Regions from separate parts of the Xenopus laevis genome. Here region 2 is linked to region 1. Evidence: chromatin contacts called from public Hi-C data. All regions are on one chromosome and are shown on one strand. Each heading gives the region's core, a stretch centred on a gene start, on an enhancer-like site or on the middle of the called end of the contact. The rest is flanking DNA. Distances are from core to core; before and after follow the strand shown.

Region 1 (6,032 bases), core at 1,639-4,138:
CTGGGTGTATGTGGGTGTGCCTTCTGTCTGTCTGTAGCTGTCTCTGGTTTGCCTCAGGTTCATCAAAATACTATGACAATTACAGAAGCAATTAACAAGAGAACCCCCCAATGTAATTGCTCACTTCAGCAGAGCCTTTACCTGCAAGTGTCCCAATTGCCACCACTGTATAAGTCAGCTCTAACAGGGTTAGACAGTTATTGTGCTGCCAGACCGGAAACTTGAACCCTGACTTGCTTTGGTTTTGTTCAGTTACCTCCATGTGTTCTAGGAGCATGATACATGGGGCTAGCACTGTATTTATCCTGCTATGTGTTATGGAATGTATAATATTGTATCTATCTATTTGTATGTTCTGGGGTATTATTTAACATACTGGAACTACATGTATCCTGTAAGATGTTCTAGGAATTTATATGAAATTGTTACTGCATTGTTCCTGGGACACTGTGAAGAAATTAGTGTAGGAAATGTCTTTAATTACTAGGGATACACTGAATCCACTATTTTGGATTCGGCCGAACCCCCGAAACCTTCACGGAAGATTCGGCCGAATACCGATCCGGATCCTAATTTGCATATGCAAATTGGGGTTGGGTTTACATCCTTGTTTTGTGACAAAAAATCACGTGATTTCCCTCCCCGTCCCTAATTTGCATATGCAAATTAGGATTCGGATTCGGTTTGGCCAGGCAGAAGGATTCGGCCGAATACGAATCCTGCTTTAAAAGCCCAAATCCCGAACCGAATCCTGGATTCGGTGCATTAATTAATTAACTAATTACCACCCCAACACTAAAATCACCTGCTCCCCACTGGCAAAATTAGATACAGCTTAAACATTGTTTGACTCAAGCATTTACACACAGTGAGCAGGTGATACGTATTCTAGGGTTATTGGTTTTGGTTTGGGCTCTTCCCAAATGGACACAGAGACAGCTGGGGTAGTGCATTGAAGTGGCCCTTGCTGTATAGTGCCAGACAGGAAGAAGGATAACAGGAAGTCAGTGTGCTCTGCTGAAACCATGACAACACTAGCTACATATAATTGCCTATTGTTATTATAGGAGTGTTATCTGCTAGTAAGCTCTGCCAGGACTCCTCACAGCATATTCTTCTGTACAGATGATCCATGGGGTGCACAAAGCAGGAATATGTGTAACAAGTGTAGGGAACACATCACATCCTCCCATAACAGTCCTGCCTGGTAAAGAACCACATCAGATAACCAGCAGCAAGATGGATGACCAAAAATGTAAATAAAGATGAAGTAACTGGTACAGGATAAGGCACTGATGGAATACTCACAAATCAGATTCTGGGCTGCAGAAGACAGGATTTGCTAACCGCGTTTGTGTCCCATGGCAAGGATCCAGCTGACGGGCTCAGTGCAACCCTCACTGTCTCACTAATCTACTCAGTAACCATTTTCCCTGATTGATCGATTTTTAGTTATTTGTGGTTTTTGAGTTATTTAGCTTTTTATTCAGCAGCTCTCCAGTTTGCAATTTCAGCAATGTGGTTGCTAGGTTGCAAATTACCCTAGAAACCATGCACTGATTTGAATAAGAGACTGGAATATGAATAGAAGTGGGCCTGAATAGAAAGATGAGTAATACAAATTAGGAATACCAATACATTTGTAGCCTTACAGAGCATTTGAAAGCTGCAAAGAGTCAGAAGAAAAAGGCAAATAATTATAAAACTACAAAAAATAAATAATCAAAACCAATTGAAGAGTTGCTTAGAATTGGCCATTGTACAACATACTAAACGTTACCTTAAGGGTATGACTCCACGAGCGATTTTGTCATGATCAGACGCGCTGCGACAAAATGCATGCGACAAAAAATAAGGCAAGAGATAGAATTGTTGCATGGTGTCGCAGTATTGATCCGACGCAATCCGACTGTCTGATGCAGACGCAGCGCGCAGCCTGTGTAAGAGCATGTGATCAAGTGTCTGTATATACAGTAAAGGTGGCCATACACTGAGAGATCCGCTCGTTTGGCAATGTCGCCAAACGAGCAAATCTCTCCACGATATGCCCACCTTGAGATGGATCCTAACGATGGCTAACGGGCGGTCGGATCGCGGGGCCGCATCAACGAACAGATGCGGCCGCTATCCGACGGGATTTTTAGTCCCGTCCGATCGTCATCTGCCCGACTTTCGGCCAGATATCGATCGGGGAAGCCCGTCGGGCCAATGTCGGCAGCTATTATGGGACCATGTATGGCCTACTTAATATGGCTGTGTATAAGTTTGTCTGTATTGGGTTCATTTATAAACAGTGGGCAAATTTGCTCCTGGGTAGTAACCCATAGCAACCAATCAGTGATTAGTTTTTTCAGCCAGCTGCTGGTTGAGTACGGAAAGCAATCATCTAATTGATTGCCATGGGTTACAGCCCAGGAGCAAATTTGCTCACTGTTTATAAATAACTGACTGTGTTTGACTGTGTGTGTCTAAAAAGTAACTCTATGCCTGAATGCTAAAATTTTGCACTGCTGTGCCCATCTTTCTGTTTTTTTGCGAATTTGCTTTGTGCATGAATTTTCGCAAATGAGACGTTGTTGTGCGTGAAAATAGTGTTGACAGTAACTTAAATTCGCAAAACTGTTTTGCGAATATTCTCTCCGCCACCAAAGTCGTGGTGTCACTCGGACGCAGAGAATGCAATTTGCATTTTTCGCCATATTTAAGAAGCTCTTATGAACATTCACAATATGAAAAAAGTACATGAAGTACACCACTCATCCAGCTTTATAAATATAACCATGCGCAGGGCAAATATTTTCAATGTGCGGATCATTCTGCCCTGCGCGAAGTTTATCAATGAGCCCCAGTGTGTGTGTACAAGTCTATAAGTGCAGCTGTGTGTATGTGTGAAGGTGTGTGTGTTGTTGGTGTGCCAGTGTGCCAGTCCAATAGAAATGAATGGGATCAGATTACCAGCCTGTAGGCAGAGAGAGCAATGGAGGCGAATGGGGGTAATTTAGGGGTTCTCTGATCTTAAATACAATTACAAGCTCTTATGGGCTCATCCTTGTCCAGCTAATTATGATATCAGTCTGGTTTACGTTTTATATTTAAAAATAGAAATCATTGTGTTGTGCAGGATGGGAAAGCGTTTAGTTTTTCATTACAGGATAGCTCTGGGCTGTATTACAGAGAGAATACATTGTCATACTCACTGTACCTGCATATGAGATGCACCCCCTTTGTACGGTTGGTTTGAGCGTCTCTCCTTATTTCCCATGCGATGGAAACCGCACTGTCCCAGGATATACTAACTATACCGATCTCAAGGGGGGGGAGGGTTGATAAATGCCTAGCAATTACTCGTGGCTCACGCCGCCCGCAGGCTGGCTGACCCTCTGCCTCTGGGATACGTATTCATATATTTAGGGGTCCGGAGCAGGCACAGTGTGCAGCAATTTTGGGATGAGGTGGGTTAATGTAAAATTTCCCATGAGCCCCCAGCGATGATTCCCTTCCGGATCGTTGTTTGCAAGGGAAGGTTCATTCAACTGCTCGCTAAAAACAGGGGAAATACCCCAGGGATGGGATTGTGAGCAGTCATATAGAAACAAGGCTCTCCCTGTGTATTTATGGTCTGTCCCGGGGGAGAGAGCAGGAAGCATGTCCAAGGCTCAGACAGGTATGTGATTGCTGGGAGACAGGGTGTAGACACAATGGCAATGCTGCGCTGTGTGGGAGTCAATGTGGAGTTCAGTGAGGCCTCTGTGTCGTGAAGGGACCATGTGCTCAATGTCTGTACTGCGACTCCCATCAACACCCGTTATACCTCCAGCAGTGCAGGAGCTGTGAATGCTTCCAGGCTGGACACACTGAGGGATGCTTTACAATAACCCCCCCATTCTTGTGGCTGGATATGCTGAGTGGCACCTTGCTTTGGGACTGGGTGATATCCATTTATGTTCATTCCCAAAAAAACACTTTTTTGGGCTGATTTCCAAGTATGGGAGACATTATACAGAAAAGCCATTATCCAGGAACACACAGCAGTGACAATAGAATCTTATTTAACCCTGGGTCACAGGCTGGCTTCAATTATATACCCAATTGCCCCTGCTTTAAAGAGATACTGTCATGTCATGAAAAAAAACAAAGTTTTTTTTCAAAACACATCAGTTAATAGCGCTGCTCCAGCAGAATTCTGCACTGAAATCCATTTCTCAAAAGAGCAAACACATTTTTTTATATTCAATTTTGAAATCTGACATGGGGCTAGACATTTCGTCAATTTCCCAGCTGCCCCTGGTCATGTGACTTGTGCCTGCACTTTAGGATGGAACTACTTTCTGGCAGGCTGTTATTTCTCCTACTTAATGTAACTGAATCAGTCTCAGTGGGACTTGGCTTTTACTATTGAGTGTTGTTTTTAGATCTACCAAGGAGCTGCTATCTTGTGTTAAGCTCCCCATAGACGCGACGATTCTTCTTGCCGAACGACCGATTTTAGGGAAGTCCGACCAATCCTTAGAAATTATCGTGCGGTTAGTGGGATTCGAACGATCGTACATCTTACGATTTTTCTGCCGACATCTGTCAGGAAATTGATCGGCCAGGTCAGAAAATCTTTGTCGGCCCCAGTGCAATCTATCTATGTTTGCAGGGCCAAGCAGGCAGCTCCTGGCAAATTGGTCTTTTTAGTTGATGGTAAATTCGTACGATCGTTCAGAGAAAATCATGGTCTCACGATGAGGATAGGATCTTTTAAAAATCTCAACATCTATGGCCAGCTTTAGGGAGCTGCTATCTGGTTACCTTCCCATTGTTCTGTTGTTAGGCTGCTGGGGGAAGGGAGGGGTTGATATCACTCCAACTTGCAGTAAAGAGTGAGTAAAGTTTATCAGATCACAAGTCACATGACTGGGGGCAGCTGGGAAACTGACAATATGTCTAGCCCCATGTCAGAATTAAAAATTGAATTTAAAAAAAATCTGTTTGCTCTTTTGAAAAATGGATTTCAGTGCAGAAATTTGCTGGAGCAGCACTGTTAACTAATGCGTTTTGAAAAAAATGACAGTATCCCTTTAAGCCTCCCTGCCACCAGGGGGCAATCCCACAATTTGGTTGCCACTGCGCTAACTGGATAAGGAAAATTGCAGGACTGTGTCACTGGAGGTGGCAGTTTGTTCTTAGACAAGAGCAAGCTATACTTTGGCTTTAGGTATATAAAGGACAGTTTCAGGTCAGCCATCAGCAACTGTAATGATGGTAAGGTGACTGACAACCAGTGTTTTTGACATTTAGGCTTTAAGTCTGCAATAATGTAAGTATTTATTGGAATTCAATTATAGTCACTTTCATTCTTGCATAGAGATGTGTAATTAAAGATGACCACCTTTCTTACACAGCGCAGCAGTCTTACCCTGCTTTATGGCTATGTTTCTAGCTTTCTTTATAACAGCATTCTGTCACAGTAGCACAGATCCTATCTGATACCCATTGTAAGCAGCAATCCTGCCCTGCTTTATGGCTGAGATTCTAGCTATCTTTATAACAGAGCATTCTGTCACAGTGGCACAGATCCAATCTGATACCCATTGTAAGCAGCAGTCCTGCCTTGCTTTATGGCTGAGATTCTAGCTATCTTTATAACAGAGCATTCTGTCACAGTGGCACAGATCCAATCTGATACCCATTGTAAGCAGCAGTCCTGCCTTGCTTTATGGCTGAGATTCTAGCTATCTTTATAACAGAGCATACTGTCCCAGTGGCTGCACAAATCCTTCAGTATCTGATCCCCATTGTAAGCAGCAGTTCTGTCCTGCTTTATGGCTGAGATTCTAGCTATCTTTATAACAAAGCATTCTGTCACAGTGGGACAGATTCTTTCTGGTACCCTTTGTAGGCAGAGGTTCCCTTCTGCTTTATGGCTGATAATCTAGCAGAACATCCAGTCCATTGTTTTGTGAGGGTAGGCCAGAATTTATATTTATCTTTGTGTTTGTTTCAGAAGGAAACCCCGGTGCTTCCCAGCATCCATTTAAAAAAAGAAG
Region 2 (6,032 bases), core at 1,210-3,709, 170 kb before region 1:
TGGTTTCCACTGAACCCTACCTTCTCTTGTAGGATTTGTACTTGGCTGAACCTGAACCCTTAAAGTCATGTGATTTGCATTGCATTACTCAAAATGACAGGTTGATTCAAGTTTTTGGGTAATTTCTTTTAAATGTGCAGATTTAAATGTGAAGATTAGGGTTCTGATTTGTTTCCACTATTTGGACAAAACTTTGGCGGAGGTTTTTGTATTTGGCCAAATATAAAAACTGTGAATTCCAGTGGTGCAACTACCACCACACTGAACCTGAACCTCCACACTCTGGATGTGCAGCCACCCCCCCCCCCACTGGCCCAAATATTAGTGAATACAGGCCCGGATTTGTGGCAAGGCCACAAAGGACCGGGCCTAGGGCGGCAAGATTTTTGGAGCGGCAGGCTGCCCAGCCGTATTTCCGTTTAAGTAGAAGCACTGGGGATATGTTGCTGTTAAACAGCCCGCCGACGTATTCCCCAGTGTGCCAGAAGGAGCCTGCGCATGCGTGCACTTGCACTAGGGGATGCGCTGCTGTTTAAACATCCCATCAACGTATTCCCCAGTGCTCCGGGTGGAGCCTGCGCATGCGTACACTTGCATGAGTGAAGGAACCTCTTGCGGAGGGAGTGCTTGCGAGGGGAGGGGTGGTTGGTTGACTCCAGCGTTGAGGCGGCCCAAAGAGAAATTCGGCCCTGAGTGATTACCTATGGCAATCCCAATGACATTTGCCAGAATCAACAGATTCCAGGTCTGGATTACCTGGTGTACCTGATGAGCCCCATGCAGGTCTGGGTGCAGTTGCATTGTGGATTTGGTGTATCCTTACTGTGGACCCACTGTGAGCCCAACTGCCACAGCAGCCTCCATCACCCAGTCTGCACATCCCTGACCCATCCAGAACAGTGGAGGGGGGCATAAACAGGGAACAGCCAGCATGTGCTGGGGTTGGTAATGTGCCCCCTGTCCTTGTACACTCCCCCCACTGGCCAGGAGTAGATAGGAGAGGCGGAACAGTGGGGGCACATACCTCTTCTTCTCGCCTATTTCTTGACCAGGCCCTTGTATGCTTGCTAAGGAAGTGGAGGGGATTTGTCAAGCTTGATGGTGACGAATGGTGAGGGGGAAAGGGGGGTAATTCTGCTCACCCAGTCATGCAACTTCTTTCCTATATATATCTTCTATTACTGGCAGCATTTATTCAGTTGTCCTGCTGAAGACTGGTTGCTGTAAGCCAGAGCTGCCACACATATCATGCTTTTGGCACATACAACATGATTTCTTATCATGGGGATTTAAATGGCCTGTTGGTGGTGGCACCAGATCCAGACTTAGACAGAAAATTGTCCTTGGCCTTTGCCTTTTTTAAGCCCAAACAGCGTCCCACAGGCTTAATATGGGGCATTGTTTGGTAGAATCTACAATTGCCAGCCCATACCTCTCCCTATGTAACCTTATGCAAAGAAAATGAAGAGTCTGTAAGCAATGGGAATGTTTATAGAAATAATGCAAGCAAATCTGGATCAAATACTTTACAGTAGAGATGACAATGTGTTGCTGTTGAATTTGCTGAACTCAGCAGGACAGTTTTTTGCAAACTGTACATGGTCAGAGAAGAAGAAGAATGTTTGTATACAGAGATGGGATTACACTATCTCTGACTTGTTTATCCTGCACATATATATATATGTATATTTAGCAATCTGTGCAAGATTTCTGGTGCTTGTAAAACAGATATTGTCCCTGCAGAAAGAGTGGAGAGTTTCTATTGGGTGTGTGCTCTTTGCTCTAGGCTACTTCTATGTAAATATATATTGCAACTTAAATGAATGTTATTTATGGCTTTGGGAGAATGGTAGTGCTTCCTTTTCTCAAACCTCCAGAAAATGCCGGCAATTACTGCACCTGTCTATTCTGAAGTCAGCACAAACAGAGAGAGGGAGGGGGCAACTATCCCACTGCCAAACACCTGCCTTATCTTCTCAGTGCAAAATGCCACACACCTGCCAAACTGTATAATGTGCCAATTGCCTTAGTGCAAAGTGCAACATACCTGTCAGTCTGTACACTGTGCCTATCTCCTTAGCTGAAAGGGCAGGTTGGTTACCCATGTTTTATATGGGCTTATCTTGATAAATTTTATAAATGACACAGAATCATCATTAAGAAGATCCAACATTAGCTGCATAAGGCCAGGCCCGGATTTGTGGCGAGGCCACAAAGGCCTGGGCCTAGGGCAGCAAGTCTGAAGAGGTGTCCAGCCACATTCTAATCCATGCACGCTCCTGTGGGGAGGGGGGCAGGCAGGAGATTGCGGATTGCGAAAGAATTTGGCGGGTGCTAGGACCCTGTGGCACATAGATGATGAGTGCTAGGACCGGTGCCAGGCCGAGTCGGCTGGGCGGCCTAGGCAGCCCAGCTGACTATGTTGCCCCCCTCCACATTCATGCGCACGAACGAGCAATTGTGCATGCGCGGACCAGTGCACCCCCTGGTAATGCGTACGTGAGGAGCACACATGGAGGAGCACTAACAGCTGGAATTGCTGCCGCAGGTGGGGGCACAAGGGTCTGAGCTAAGGGGAATCGGGTAGAAGAGGTACCATGCCTGGCGCCCCTCCAACTTTGCGCCCTAGGCACGTGCCTCTTCTGCCTACCCCTAGTTCCAGCCCTGGCTAGGACCCTGCGGAGTGAATCGGCCTTGGGGAGCGCATGGCTGAAATTCAGGCCTGAATAAGGCTGCTGCCTGTTGAGAGTTCTCCCAAAACTCAGATCTGAAATCCAGGACCAGAAATAGGGTAGGAAGAAGTGGCATCTGCTTAGGGTGCAACTGTGGGGGGGGGGGGGTGCTGGGCTGGTATCTTGTGAAGAGTCTTCTGACCCTTTTCTCTTTCTACCCTCTAAGATGTGTCCTGGCAAAAGTGCCCAGATGGAGGAAAAAGCAGACACAATAACACCACCAGCTCATGCTTTTCAGTGGACAAGTTCTGCAAGCTCTTTGGCTTTGCAATATACAGTATGTGTCCTGGTCGGGATGGGGAAGTGGGAATTTACATGTATGTGGGAAGGGTGCTACATTGGCCCACTAATAGAAAGCCGGACTTTTGGACTTTGTGGCCGGGTTTGTGGTGGTGAAGGTGGTGGGTGGGAAGGGAGTAAACCCCCCTTTCATGGACAAAGGAAAGACTTTGCCAGGGTTCGGTTTTTGGGTGGGAATTATGGACAGAGGAAGGTCTCTGAGAGGATTTGGTATATGGTGGTGCTGGAAAGTGCGGAGCCAAGCCAAAGATTGATGGACTCTTATTTGCTTATTGGTGGTGATAGTCTCAAATAAGTTTGATTTAGCTGAGCTCATGATTATTATTGTAAATTGATAAGTTTTTACTGAATAAAAAAAAAATCCTAACTGATACACATTGTAAGCAGAGGTCCTATCTAGAGACCAACAGACCAAGCGCCCATGATAAATGAGTGCGCCTTCCATTGCTGGTGATTTCCTCTGAAATAAATTGGGAACAATTCAGATCAAATGCCTCCCTCACAGGGAACTACTTAAAACACTCTATGTAAAGAGTATATATGGGAATATTTAGTAACAGAACACTCGTCAGTACTATAAAAATAAAAACATTTTTATAAAAAGAGCAATTAGGGGTCATCAACCTGGATATCACTACTTAATGTATAGGAAATAATGATCTTAGGTTCCTTTTCAAACAAGTGCATTGATCTTTGTTACTTGAAGCCGACTCTCTCCCATGTATCTGCTTCCTGGTCGTAACTGATTAATCAGGTTTTATGGTCCCCAGTTTCTAATGACGATAAACAGTATCACATGTAATGCAACAAAAGAATCAGTTGTTCTATAATATAGGGAATAACACTATAGCACAGTGAAAACACTGTTTAGATAAGACACGTGTTTTATTATTAACTACTTGCACTCTTAAAGGGCAGCTTAGCATTTTAGTCAACTTTAAAGGTATAGTAACACCAAAAGATTAAAGATTGTCTAATAAAATTTTTTACATACCACCTATATCCTAAGTTTCCCGTCTGACGTAAGAAAACTGACAGTTTCTAAATTTTACCGAACCACGTGGTATGATTTAGAAAGTCTCTGAGGGACTAACCCCCTAATTCTAGAACTCACGACCTAAAAAAGGGGTGTATGGCTGCCTCCCAGGATTCCTCGATATGGAGATAATGGAAGACTTGTTAAAATCCCTCCAACAAGGGCGAGTAACGGGCTCAGTTGATTTAAATGTTTTTATTTACTTTATGTTGTTGTTTATGTTGTTGTTGGAAAATAAAAGAGGCCTCCCACAATCACTTTGTTAGAAATAGTGGTGAACTCACAAATGTGACCACCACTACCCAACTTGTAATACTTCTCAAATCTTACCTTCCCACCCCGTACTATGAATGTATATTACGTTTATATTATCCAATAACACACAATCAAAACTGCCATTGATCAAAAGGTTTTATTGCTTAATGGATGTTTAACTTGTAACGACAATGACATTATGCATAAATTTACATTTTTAAAACAATTAAAAAAAATTGTTGTGTTGTATTGATAAAACTGCCATGTTTGCTTCAGAAAGACAACAATAGTTTATGTAAACAAGTTGTTGTGTAGCCATGGGGGCAGCCATTCAAGCACAGGATGCACATTAGATAACAGATAAGTTCTGAAGAATCCCATTGTACAGCTCTACAGAGCTTATCTGTTATCTGCTGTGTATCCTGTGCTTTTTCTCCTTCTTCAGCTTTGAATGGCTGCCCCCGTAGCTACACAGTAGCTTGTTTATATCAACAATAGTAATAGTAGTGTTTCTGAAGAAAACACACCAGTTTTACCAGAGCAGCACAACCGTACATTATATTTCATTCGTATTAGACACTTTCATTTTTTGGTGTTACTGTTCCTTTAAGTATATCGTATAAATATTCTGTGACATTCTGAGGCAATTTGCAGTTGGCATTTAATTTTTAAAGGTGTTGTTCACCATAGTATGATGTATAGAGTGATATTCATAGATAATTTGCACTTGGTTTCATTTTTTTATTATTTGTGGTTTTTGATTGATTTAGATTTTTTATTCAGCAGCTCTCCATTTTGCAAAATACCCTAAAAATACCCTAGCAACCATGCACTGATTTGAATAAGAGACTGGAATATGAATTGGAGAGGCCTGAATAGAAGGATCAGTAATAAAAAGTAGCATTAACAATATTAATGTGTAGCCTTACAGAGCATTTGTTTTTTTAGATAGGGTCAGCGACTCCTATTTGCAAGCTGGAAAGAGTCAGAGGAAGAAGGCAAATACTTGCCTTACTTACTGGTGCGGTACTTGGGAGAAGGGGCCCCTCTCCAAGATCTTATGCTCACAGGCTTCTTAAGCATGGCGGTGGAACTTATTCACTCTTCCTAAATCGGCAGATATGGAACCCGGATGCTAATCTCATCACACTCGTTTACTTCAATCCGCATAGCGGTGAAAACTACAAGAGTACGGTCCATATACCTATTTGTGATCTGTGAGAGTGGACAGGATATTTTGCGATTGTTTAATCGCTAAGGAAGTCACTGGACTGCAATATCTGGACTCCAAAACACCACTTATTACTATCTACGATACACAGACCCCACTGCGGATCTATAATAACATATTCCATCTATCTACATTGTTGAAATGTGTTGTTGAGTTTATGGCTCTGGGTTAACTCTGCAAGACTCTAATAATTTGGGCAGTGCCCATGTTCCATGCTTTGCTATATCTAAGATCGCTTACTGTGTTGCATGTTATTCTATCAGCTGTGTGATAATTAATTATTGGTTATAACCAGTGGCATAGAGGTGTGCCCAATTACTTATAAGTAATTGTTTCACAGACCCAGGAGTCTGTTCCACAGCTATTATCACTATATATATCATTGGTTCTTCTAACCCGCTTTACATAAAGCGGGTGGTGGGGTCAAATGATTTAAAAACAGAGGGATCCCTCCTCCCATATGCTGCACCTTGTTTTG

What was found. A called contact is a pair of places that touch in the nucleus more often than the background predicts.
Region 2: a contact with region 1 is called in a Hi-C map of the XL177 cell line, with 4 times the contacts expected there. The contact joins the enhancer-like site here to the promoter of LOC108702776 in region 1. A contact is called at or near these places in 2 of 4 Hi-C or Micro-C datasets (the XL177 cell line and the XTC cell line).

What each region holds. Positions count from the first base shown.
Region 1 is chr9_10S:37,565,651-37,571,682 of Xenopus_laevis_v10.1, reverse strand. It overlaps LOC108702776 (tigger transposable element-derived protein 4-like), which reads left to right and starts at 2,888. Exons shown (of 2, transcript XM_018238461.2): 1 at 2,888-3,664; 2 at 5,993-6,032. The coding sequence starts at 3,646.
Region 2 is chr9_10S:37,734,483-37,740,514 of Xenopus_laevis_v10.1, reverse strand. No RefSeq gene overlaps it. Among protein-coding and RNA genes, the nearest start is that of LOC108702781, 25 kb to the left of the region's middle. Within about 2 kb of position 2,459, at least 1 of the 7 cell types and tissues checked has an H3K27ac peak or open chromatin away from gene starts, as enhancers often do.